Regions from separate parts of the Mus musculus genome. Here all the other regions are linked to region 1. Evidence: chromatin contacts called from public promoter capture Hi-C data. All regions are on one chromosome and are shown on one strand. The core of a region is the stretch at or near the end of the contact, and the rest is flanking DNA. Distances in the headings are between cores, read along the strand shown. Region 1 holds the start of Patl1 (protein associated with topoisomerase II homolog 1 (yeast)). Region 2 holds the start of B3gat3 (beta-1,3-glucuronyltransferase 3 (glucuronosyltransferase I)). Region 3 holds the start of Eef1g (eukaryotic translation elongation factor 1 gamma). Region 4 holds the start of Asrgl1 (asparaginase like 1).

What was found. Promoter capture Hi-C pulls out the DNA fragments that hold promoters and counts their contacts.
Region 2: a contact with region 1 is called in a promoter capture Hi-C map of hippocampal neurons, with 5 times the contacts expected there. A contact is called at or near these places in 1 of 39 promoter capture datasets (hippocampal neurons) and 1 of 130 datasets of targeted methods (stem cell-derived neural progenitor cells).
Region 3: a contact with region 1 is called in a promoter capture Hi-C map of liver, with 4 times the contacts expected there. A contact is called at or near these places in 7 of 39 promoter capture datasets (the 3T3-L1 cell line, cranial neural crest, hippocampal neurons and 3 more) and 1 of 130 datasets of targeted methods (astrocytes).
Region 4: a contact with region 1 is called in a promoter capture Hi-C map of liver, with 5 times the contacts expected there. A contact is called at or near these places in 6 of 39 promoter capture datasets (the 3T3-L1 cell line, cranial neural crest, hippocampal neurons and 2 more) and 1 of 130 datasets of targeted methods (astrocytes).

The regions. Positions count from the first base shown.
Region 1 is chr19:11,911,022-11,913,723 of GRCm38.p6, forward strand. It overlaps Patl1 (protein associated with topoisomerase II homolog 1 (yeast)), which reads left to right and starts at 1,378. Exons shown (of 19, transcript NM_172635.3): 1 at 1,378-1,556. The coding sequence starts at 1,542. It overlaps Gm31092 (a long non-coding RNA gene), which reads right to left and starts at 1,386. Exons shown (of 2, transcript XR_386559.3): 1 at 1,075-1,386.
Region 2 is chr19:8,919,002-8,921,703 of GRCm38.p6, forward strand. B3gat3 (beta-1,3-glucuronyltransferase 3 (glucuronosyltransferase I)) reads left to right here and starts at 1,392. Exons shown (of 5, transcript NM_024256.2): 1 at 1,392-1,647. The coding sequence starts at 1,566. Gm36629 (a long non-coding RNA gene) reads right to left here. Exons shown (of 3, transcript XR_003952913.1): 2 at 2,608-2,659; 3 at 1-2,316.
Region 3 is chr19:8,965,651-8,968,352 of GRCm38.p6, forward strand. Eef1g (eukaryotic translation elongation factor 1 gamma) reads left to right here and starts at 1,391. Exons shown (of 10, transcript NM_026007.4): 1 at 1,391-1,575; 2 at 2,566-2,702. The coding sequence starts at 1,564. It overlaps Tut1 (terminal uridylyl transferase 1, U6 snRNA-specific), which reads left to right. Exons shown (of 9, transcript NM_197993.3): 9 at 1-560. The coding sequence ends at 510.
Region 4 is chr19:9,134,228-9,136,929 of GRCm38.p6, forward strand. Asrgl1 (asparaginase like 1) reads right to left here and starts at 1,339. Exons shown (of 7, transcript NM_025610.3): 1 at 1,288-1,339; 2 at 560-760. The coding sequence starts at 1,327.

The DNA of each region.
Region 1 (2,702 bases), core at 128-2,627:
CCTCTCAGTACTTGGGTAATTGTGAAAACCTGTTACCTCACAAATGAAAGTTTGTTTCATAACTCTTGAAAATTACTTATTAGCTTACCTTGCCTTCTCTTCAAGAGTCAATTCTATTTGCTCTTAAGTGATCAGATTTGGGGATTCAGATATCTTAGCTGCCAACTTTGCAACAGTTTCCGGTGGGCAGCTTAAGGCTATCTACTTCTCTCTAACCTCCAGGTTCCTTATCTAGAGAGCAGAGAATGTAACTATTCGATTACTACTTAGTGAGGTAGATATAATTTTACCCATTTTACGAAAGAAAACCTGAAGGGTCAGATGTTTAGAAAGACATGCCCAGTTTCACGCAGCAGTGAAAAAACACGTTTCCCAATCCAGAACTTCTATTTTCAAATCCAATGCTTATAGTAAACTAGTTGATTAATCCAGTCACGCTAACAGTAACGTGTTAAGGAATTAAAGTTCACCATTCATTCCCAGGTGAGACAACCGCCTGAGTGACACTCGTGAGGCAGAGGCAGGCGGATCTCTGCGAGGACAGCCTAGTCTACAGAGTGAATAACAAGACAGCCAAGGCTACACAGAGAAACCCTGGCTCAAAAATAAAATAAAAAATAAGACACCCTCTCAAACGGTCTCGCTACAGGCAATAAAGCACCAAAGCAGCAGACTTCTAGAACCAGGGTGCTGAGGCGGAAGCTGAACAAACTCCGCTGGGCTTCATCCTCAGCGGAAATGGCTGTCCACAGCGCCCAAGCTCACCGACCTTGCTGCGGTGACCCCAGCCCCAAGGCTGCGCGGCCCGTTAGGGCTCTCCCGCTTTCCAACGGGGTGAAGGGCCTGGCATCTAAAAATATCACCTTAGATAATCCTTGTTAAATGTGCCTTCGTCTTTTTCCTAAAACCAAACGCTGTCAACACTTTGGCCTCTATCAATCACAGCCTTGGCCTCCCGACTGATTCAGCCAGCGACCTGTCCCTTTCCAAGAATACTGACTTGCCATACTAGTCCCCCCTCACAGACCAAGTCAAGGCACCCCGAGGAGGACACTGGACGTTAAATGAAATCACCCAAGAATAAATCCCCGATGTTCTCTGCTGAGACGCTTCGGGGGTCGCATCCTGTGACATTCACAAGGCTTTTCTCCGCCCAATCAGTGACGGGAACCTCGTGACTCAAAAGCACTGCGCAACTGTGCAGTTAGGAAAACGGAGGAGGAGCCGCAAGCCGGGGCTCTCTGGGTCATCCCTCTCCGACGGCCCGCGCGTGCGCAGTGTCTCGCCTAGGGATCTCTTTCCCGCCGCTCACACTAGGAAGCCAAACGCCAAATCTGTCCCCGCGCAGCTGCCGCCGCCGGGGCGCCCGCCCAGCCCGAGGCGCGCCTGCGCACGTCCCCACGCACGCTCCGGCGTACGGCGGCGGCCAGGGGTCGCGAGCCGGTGGGAGACCCGCGCGCGCGGAGCAGCCCGGGGAGTCGGCGCTTCTTTTCCCTCCCTCCCCCCACTCCCCTCCCCGCTCCCTTCCCCCCTCCCCAAGAATGTTCCGCTACGAGGTGAGTGGCTGCGACCGGAAGTGACCCCTCCCTCGCCCGCGCGCCCCTTTTTTTTTCCTCTGCTCGCCCGTCGCGCGGGTCTTGTGCGGCTGAGGAGGGGGCAGGGCGCGGGCGGCTGGGAACCCCGCTTCGGCCGCGAGGCTCGGGTGCGGCCCGCAGCGCACCGCGGAGGGGCGGGACTGGCGAGAGCCGGCCGCTGGTTTGCGGCGGGGAGAGCCCGTTAAGTGCGGTAACCTGACCCTTGGCTTGCGCCTCTGCTCGCGGAGCTGCCTTGGAGACCTGCATGGCTCCTACCCGGTGGTTTTTCCTGAGGCAGAATCCCCGGGGAATGCCCACGGAAGCGTTTCCCGCCCTGCCCCCGGAACCCCTTCACCCGGATTACACACAGCCCTGTGCACGCGGGCTGCCGTCAGGTGGAGGGGCAGGGACTGGTCCTCGGGCTGAGACTTCAGTCGGCTTGGAAAGAAGGCTGGGAGTGGGGAGGGGGGCGTGTCCCGCAGAAGTTCCTTCTAGGAGAAGGGAGAAAAAGTGTGGGTTTGGCGACGTTGTTTGGAGAACGGAGCTGTTTGCTGACCGTCTCTTACTGCTGTGTGACCTTGAGCAACTCCTACTCTTGGGGCCAAACAGACTCCGGATTTGTAGTTTAAGGACTGAGCTAGGGAAATCCTTACCGAGTCATCCTGATTTGGTCCAGTAGATGATTGCCATTTCATAGAGAGTTGCTAGAAGTTGCTTCTGGTGTGGAGGCAGTTGCAGGGCTGGCTCTTTAGGGGGAGGAAGATTGGGTAGAAACGGCCCCTAAAAGTTCCCAGGTAAGTTATATCACAAGCTGTTCCCCTAGAGTGTGGAATTCCAATTTGGAATCTTTAAACATTGGAAACAGTAGAAAGCTTGAGCTTACACTTGTGACTCAACTCACTTTTTGTAAACATGAGGAGAGATGATGAGATACTGTGAATAGAAGTTGCCAGAAGCAAAGAAAACTTAGTAAACTGAATAAATCTGTATTGGGATAAGTGATTGAAATTAGGATATACCAAGCTTGTCTAGTGATTTTTACTCCCTGGAGACTGCGGCAAGAGAATCAGGAGTTCTAAGCCAGACTGTACCTAGAGAAATAGTAACTAAAACAAAATAAATTAGAGC
Region 2 (2,702 bases), core at 142-2,641, 3.0 Mb before region 1:
CCATTGCCATGCTGACCATCTTGAGATATAGTGGAGTTTACCTCCACTTTCAATGTTGTCCAGGAATTGCGGACATGTACCACTACCCCAGGTTTTTTTGGTGATAGAAACTAGTGCACATGCTGGCCAGTGGTGGTGTATGCCCCTTAAATCCCAGCAGAGGTAGACAGATCTCTTGAGTTTGCCTAGCTAGCAAAGTGAGTTCCAGAACAGTCAGGGTGGTTAAATAGAGAAACTGAAACCTTGTTTTGGGCGGGGATGGGGGTTTGGGGGTAGGGGTGGGACAAAGAAAAACTGCATATTAGACAAGCTACTTCCTGGACTAAATATGTAAATTGTTACATATCCGTGAATAAAGTATCATTGTTGTAGTGTAGACTTGGTACCCACTTTTAGCTCTGTAGTCACTTGCTGAAGAGAGGTGACCCTGAAGAAACTACAGCTCGTGGAGCGGAAAATCTAGAAGGAACTTTTAAAAATTGTCCCATGGTAATGACATAATTTTGGCCTAAAATTGGAAGGCTGATGAGATGGTTCAACAGTTAGAGCACCAAACCTGAGGTCCCAAGGCTAAAACTCCAAAGTCCTCTGGTCCTCACGAACATGTGTAACTGTTTTCAAATCCTATTTTTAATGATGATTCTTAAACACTTTAACCTCCCTTGTAGTCCACCACCCACCAGAGGTTGTGGAAAATGAAAGATACGGGGGATGTGGACATGTTTAGAAAGATTCTTTGGAGTAGCTTTTGTCTGTTGTCTGGAAATCTGCAGTTCACTTCACAGGCTAGCAGTGGCAGCTTGATCCACTCAGACATTTCATGAATCTATCAGCAGTTCAGTTCGGTAGAGTAGGGATAGCGAACACGAAGCAGCGGTGGCACAACCTAACAGACAACCAGGACAATCAGCACAAAGCAGGAGGGACCAGCAGGAATGCCATTAGAAAACATTTACATCACAACTCCTAACGGCAAAATTACAGTTTTGAAGTAGCAACAAAATGAATTTTATGATGGGGAGGATGCCAAATCATGAGGAACTGTATTAGAGGGTCCCAGTATTAGGAAGATTGAGAATCACTGGAAACGACCTAGCCAAGCACCTGGTGCGTTTTAGATTTCACTCATTGGTTGAACAAGTAATGAACAACCGTTTCTTTAAGCAGCCAATGCTGAGGCTGAAGGATGGTTGAGTGAGTCTAGAAAACTCAGTGACAAGGGTGGAGCTTGTGCTCAATTGGGAGCTTCAAGATGATTATAGAGCTAGGCCACACAAGCTCTTGGTCAGCCTGCCACGACCGCTTGACCCAGCGGATATAGCGTCAACGCCCTGAATGGCCTACCAGGAGGCGGGACCGGAAGCTGCCTGTGGGAGGGACGCCACTAGCCGGAAGTGGTCCCAGGTGTCGCTCAGAGTCCCGCGTTCCCGGGAACTAGTAAGGGAGCCTGGGGAAGGCGGGGCGCGGCCCGGGCGGCCGGGGCGGGGCCGGCGGGAGGGCGGAGGGCCGGGCGGACCTGTCCCTGCCGGTCCCGGTGGACCCCGCCTGCCCCGGTGGCACCGGCCATGAAGCTGAAGCTGAAGAACGTGTTTCTTGCCTACTTCCTGGTGTCGATCGCCGGCCTCCTCTACGCTCTGGTGCAGCTCGGTGAGCGGGGCGGGGCGGGGCGGTGTGCGGAGGGCCGGCCCAAGGCGCTGGGGATGAGACCCGCAGACAGCGGCTTCCCGCTCGCTCAGCCCTCGGGACAGCCCTCGGTGACCCCTTGTGTAGAACTCTCGGCAGTCTGCAACTCCGCGGATACCGGTCAAGCCCCAAATGACCCCGCCGCCGCCAAGCAACCTATTTTCCACCCTCCCCTTGCTCTGCCTCTCAGACCGGCTTGCTGATAGGTTTTTGAGAACCCCCTGGTTCATTGTCCCCTCCAGCTTTTGACCAGCTGTGCTCTCCCCACCTCCAGGCCATCTATTTCTCATCCTGGTTTTAGGCCAGATGTCACATCAGGACTTCCCTGACCACCTTAGCTCAAGTAACCCTTATTAGTCTTGATCTCTTTTAATTTTCTAAGTGGCCCATATCACAATTTGTAATGACTTTATTAGTGTCTACCTCTTCCACTAAAGTAGCTAGGGAGTAGGGACTGCCCCCCCCTTTTATTCAATAAATATTTGTCGTGTAATGGAATCTGTGAACTTACTGACAAGTCAGTGGTCACGTGACCACGGAGCGCCTTGAATCCAGCCTTTTATGTGGGAGCTTGGTAAACGCTTTTCAGGTAGTGCCATTACAGGAGAGCCTCTAGTTCAGACTGTTATATTCCTTATGTGTGGAAGGTAAAATTAGGATCAGAAGGTAGAAAGGACAGAAAGGCTGACAGATAATCGTCGAAATGTACTAGTGAAAATAGTGGCAGGGCTGAGGGTGTAGCACAGTGGTAGAACACTCACAAGTGTAAGGCCCTGGGTTGGAGCCCCAGCAAAGAAAAATAGAGTGACAGATGGAACTGGTTAAAATTGAAGAGTTGAATGTTGTGGCACACCGTTTGGGAAACAGGTCAGTGGGTTAAAGGTCTGAGGTCAGTCAGCTTGGAGCCATTATAGCAAGACCTACCTTAAAACAGTAACACAGTAACAGTGAAAGGTGAAGAGTCTCTGACACCATTCTAAAAAAAAAAAAAAAAGCAAGTTACAAGGGAATTTCTGTAT
Region 3 (2,702 bases), core at 141-2,640, 2.9 Mb before region 1:
GAGACACCTCAGGACTGGGCCTTGTTGCACTCGGGACCACCAGAGGAGGAGTTGCCCCTGATGACTGCAAACTGTCTAGACAAGGCAGCTGAGCATAATCCCATGAAACCTGAAGTGGCTGGAGAAGGGTCTCAGGGTGAGACAGGGAAGGAGGCATCACACCCATCATCAGTGAGCTGGCGCTGTGCCTTGTGGCACCAAGTATGGCAGGGGAGGCGGCGTGCCCGGAGACGATTACAGCAACAAACCAAGGAAGAAGGTAGAGGAGGTCCCACCACAGGAGCAGAGTGGCTGGCAATGGAAGCTCGTGTGACCCAGGAACTAAAAGGACCCAATAGTGAGCAAGAGAGGCCGCCGGGGGAGCCCCTCCTCAGCTTTGTGGCATCTGCCTCCCAGGCTGAGCAGACACTCACTGTGGCCCCACTCCAGGACTCCCAAGGCCTGTTCCCTGGTCTTCATCATTTTCTACAGGGTTTTATCCCTCAAGCACTTAAAAATCTCCTCAAGTGAGGAACCAAACCTCAAAAACAATAAAGCTGCTAGTTTATTTCATACAGACATTTAATGTTCTTTTGCATACTCCCTCATAAGACCATTACGAGGTCTTTGTTTTCCTCCTGGTAACGCCTTTTTTCTTTGCCTCAATGTAGCTTCTGGCCTGACTACTCTAAAACAGTCCTATGACTTCCACTTCAGAGCTCTCCTTCCCACTTGCCAGCACTTTCCTAGGGAGTGCCACCTCCACGAGGCAAAGGCACTGATTTCTGAGAACAACCTTTGCCCACACGAGACTTGTCCTGCTGCTCCAGGTGATGGGAACCACAAATTTGGGTTTAGGGTTTGTCTTTTCTATCCTTTAACGTGAAAGAGAGTTCAAATTGCCCATAAGCTGGAGTCAAGATTTATTTTCAAATTTGGATATGTGTAAACTATTGTATCAGAACTGGGCTGCCTTACCCGACCCTCTGGGGCGCAGCCAAGCCTGAGTGGTGCTGGTGACGTGGCAAGTTGGTCCGTGCTGCTTTGTTGTGTAAGTTTTAACAGCACGGAGTTTAATCGGAGCAGACCTACTTTCAGATGTTTTCGGCCGTGGGCCCCAGCTGAACAGACAGACCCTTTACAGAAAAAACCCGAACAGGAACAAAAGGAATTCAGTAAATTGCCACCCCTTCCTTAAGGCAGTTCCTGTAGTTTGTCACGGGTTCCAGATACCAGCCTTCGAGGGGCGGTGCTTCCGCCGGGTTCTCACACTTTTCCCCTCCCTGGGTGAGCTCCGTCTCCTATCAGGCTTCCGATTGGTCGGCGACGCGGGCGGGGCAGGATCGTCCAGAGTTATACTACGCAGGCGCCCGCTCTCTGCGCTCCAGGCTGCGGGCCCCACCCCTCGCTTTTTCCAACTCAGCGGGGCTGTAGACGGAACTGTCGTGCGTATGCCTTTTATGCCGTCCTCGCTTTCCGGCCGCTGTTTCCACACTGCTCTCTCCTTTCCTCCTCCCTTGTCTCCTTTGCGGCTTACTTTGCGGCAGCACCGACAGCCCCACCCCCTTTCTCTGCGGAATCACCATGGCGGCTGGGGTAAGTTTGCCGGCTCCGGTGATTAGGGTCACCCTATCCACCGCCATCCTTTGCCTGAGTGGGGCCAGTCGGCGCCAGGGGAGTTTCAGACCCAAGCCGCGAGCCGATCTGGGGTTCACAAGCCGTACGGTCGGAGAGCATGGTTTCTAGGGCCTGGAGGGGAACTGAGGCTGGGGCTCAGAGGCTAGAGGTGGAACGTTCTGGGGTTGAGGAGAAAAAAGATGCTGGGTCTCCATTGTCTGGACCTTTAAAAAGTGTTTAACCTCACTGCCATTTTGAGGTGTGGCGTCTGAGCAGGTTGGTGGAACTTTTGCCACCGTTTTGTGGGACAACAACGAGGACGTGGAAAGGAGAGGGTCTTTGTGGGAAGGGGCGACTGGCACGTTGGGAGTTGACCTTCGGGGAGGTTTGGGAGCCAGAGGAATAAAGGGGGGGTGAAGTGAGCCCATATGGACCCTGCTGGTGAGATTTTAGTAGGGAGACAACTGGGAACTCACTGCAGGACAGGACCAGAGGGTTGCTAATTCGCCATGTGCAAAGAAAGGCATTTCAGGAAGAATAACTGATGAACATTAGAATTCAGCGTGTCGATTCTGAGGGGAACTTTGAAATCCCTTGGTCTGTGTGTGTGCTTTTGAAGTGATAGCAGCCTGGAAGTAGTTAGACTCCGGGTCACCGCCAATGAATGAAACAAGGGTTCTGGGAGAGATGGGTGTGAGTGTTCGTGTGTTTAGGCAGATGGGACCAGAAGTTTTGAAGGGAAGAATGCCTCTAGAGATGTCCTTAAGAGAGGTCACATCTGTCGGTAAGCTTTATTTAGCAGCTGGGATGTTCTTCTTGGTATTTCAGAGGACTCTGATTACATGGGGCATACTCGGTTCACTAGGAGTGAATCTAAGCTGTGCACATTGGAATTGCATGGAAGTGTGCGTGGGGAGTGGCATTCAGGGTTCCTTGCCTCTAGTCCATCCTTCACCCTTTCTCTTGTAGACCCTGTACACATACCCTGAAAATTGGAGGGCCTTCAAGGCCCTCATCGCTGCTCAGTACAGCGGGGCTCAGGTCCGCGTGCTCTCCGCACCACCCCACTTCCACTTTGGCCAAACCAACCGCACCCCTGAATTTCT
Region 4 (2,702 bases), core at 89-2,588, 2.8 Mb before region 1:
GACCTATCCAGAGTCAATTTTCTAGTCAGAAGATGATTAGTGACTTTACTGTTTAGCAGGGACCGGATATTATAATAAAAGATTCTCCCAGCATCTGTTTCAAGATTTTTGAGCTTAATTTGGGGGAGGCAGAGAAAACACACAGATGCAGAGGGGTAGAGGGAGGGAATGTACACACAGGTCTCAAAGCCGAAATGGCTACATTTTATGGTATGTAGAGTCTACCTCAAGACCCACAAATACCAAAAGTCTACACCTGTAAAGCCAGCACTTGGAAGGCTGAGGCTTGAAGATGGTTTCAGGCTATGGAGGGCTCTCCAACAAGATGCCTGGCTTTTAGTATTGAATTCTTAGGGGGCAGGCTATATAAAAGGCGAATTAACAGACTTAAAAAAAATTCTCAAAACAAGTTGCTTAGTGCAAAATGAGGAAATTCAGCACTGCATCTTGCTCTAGAGTATTATTTGACCACAAAGCCAGTCAGACTGAAGGATACCGCGTCGGTGTGGACAGGAACTTGCTCCGATTTGGCATTATTCACCTGGCAAGCATAATTTACCTGCGTTGAACTCTGGGTCGTTTTCCAGGACAGTCACGGCTCCTTCCACAGCATCTACCGCGCTCCCTCCCGCCTTGAGGATTTTGTAGCCCTCGGTTGCCGCTCTGGCGATGCCCTCGCGCACCAGCTCTTTCCGGTTGGCTGAGATGTTGCTTGCTCCGCCACCATGGACTACCACCACGAGACTCACATCGATGGAGGCTAGGCATCAGGAAGAGGCGAGTGTCATTTTGTACCGGTCCAAGGGAACCAACTCAAGTGAGCAGCAGCGTCAAAGTTGTTTCCGTTCAGTGTCGTCCGTCCCCCCCCCCCCCCCCCCCCCGCTCAGTGAGAGTTTTGTTACAAAACCCCAAAGCGACCCAAGCCTCCCAGCATTCCTCCCCATGCTCTCCCACTCCGACCTGGCAGGGGCATCTGTGGCTCAGAAAGCCTGGTGTCAAGACTCCGAGCCTGCGCTTGTGCCACAGCGCTACCCCTCAGCCTCAGTTTCCCCAGAGAACACCAGCCTCTATTTCGGCGCCAGTACTGAGGTCGCATGTATCAGAGCTCCAGCCCTCCTCCCAGGAATCTCTCTGTGCCTCAGTTTCCCGGGGTCCGTGCTCTCTGTTCCAGTTCACTCCACCTAGGGTCCGGGGTACCCTGAGGACTGGACTTCCCCACGTCCTTCGGACCTGAGCTCCTCGTCTCTGGTAAATCCTACATTTTTGTTCTTGTTTCTTTTCCCATACCTCGGACTGGCGGCGCCACGGTGCCGCGGGCGCACGCCATGATGTCAAACTGGCCAAGCCACCAGGCAGCAAACCGCTCCGCCTGCAACCGCTCTGCAGGCAACGGTTCCGCGCTTGCGCACGAGGGTGGGGGCCCGGGGCGCTGCTGAGTTACCGTAAAGCCCCGGGGTCCCTAGCGCTGCGCACCAGCCTTCCGGGACTCCAGATCTAGAATAACATTGCTTTTCTACTTCCCTAGTAGCACGCGGGACCCTTTGTCTCCTTTGCCTTGAAATTATCGCATGCTCTTAAGTCTTGCTAGTTAGAATGCTACATTAAAACCTTTTCCCTTTAAGTTCCCCATCTTAATCTTTCGGAAGAGAAGAAAATAAAGTATACCTCTGCCTCTAATTTGACAGATTCTGTTCATTAGACACTCTGAGAGCCCAGAAATCCCAGCTCCTCTCCTCCTCTAAGTCTAGGGATGCCAGCTCTAAATCCTTTCATCTCTCAGTGCCCTCTTTTTGTTGACATTTCTTCTTTCCTTGCTTCCAGCAGTTGTGGCGGCAGGGGTAGAAGACCAAACACTTCGTATTCACCAAAGGGATCCTAGAGTCTAGTTTTGTTCTGATAGTCAAAGAGGGAGAACAGATGCCAGTGACATCTACAGGTTTCTGTAGCAGTGACACCTAGGAAGAATGCCCTGCTTTATTATGTAAAGCAATTTTACTTGAATTATGAGTTTGTTTTTTTCTCACAACCTTTGTTTTCTAATTTTAAATTTACTGAAGCAATATTTTATTTTCGTTATCAATCGCTTTGTACTGTTTATTGGCTAGATGAGTTGGTGTCAAAGATAGACTTTCATTTTGCAAGTCCTTCTCTCTTTAAGGTGGGGCAACCCAGGCTCATATGTTAATGAAAAGGGCTGACCTTGTGTAAGACTTCCCAACCATTACTTCTGTAGACCTCAATAAACCTCAATAAAGATGGCTTCAAATGGTCAGGACCCGGTGGGTAAGTGCCAATTTTCCTAATATTTTTTCTTGTTTCCATCTTACCACCAACTAGAGAAAAGTTGTATCTGATTCCCCTAACCATCACAAAGGGCCATCTTTTCTAGTTAGTCTATCCCTAGCTTCCCTAGGCCAAGAGCATCCAAACAGGACACAGCCTGTTTCCCCATAGAGCCCTTTCCTACCCGTTTGCCTGCTTCTGAGTCTCTACCAAAACCAGTGGCTGGTTGGTTCCTTTGCATTAGCAAGGTTTGAGTAGATTTGTCTTGTCCTCATTGGGGTGGGTTTCATTTATTGTGTTTATTTGCTACATAATTAGAGATTTCTGCTTGAAGAAAGATCATATGCAAAAGAGATGTTGGAGAAGGGACCAGCCTTTGATTCTGGAAACCAGAGCATCAGGTCTGGTATTACCCAGTC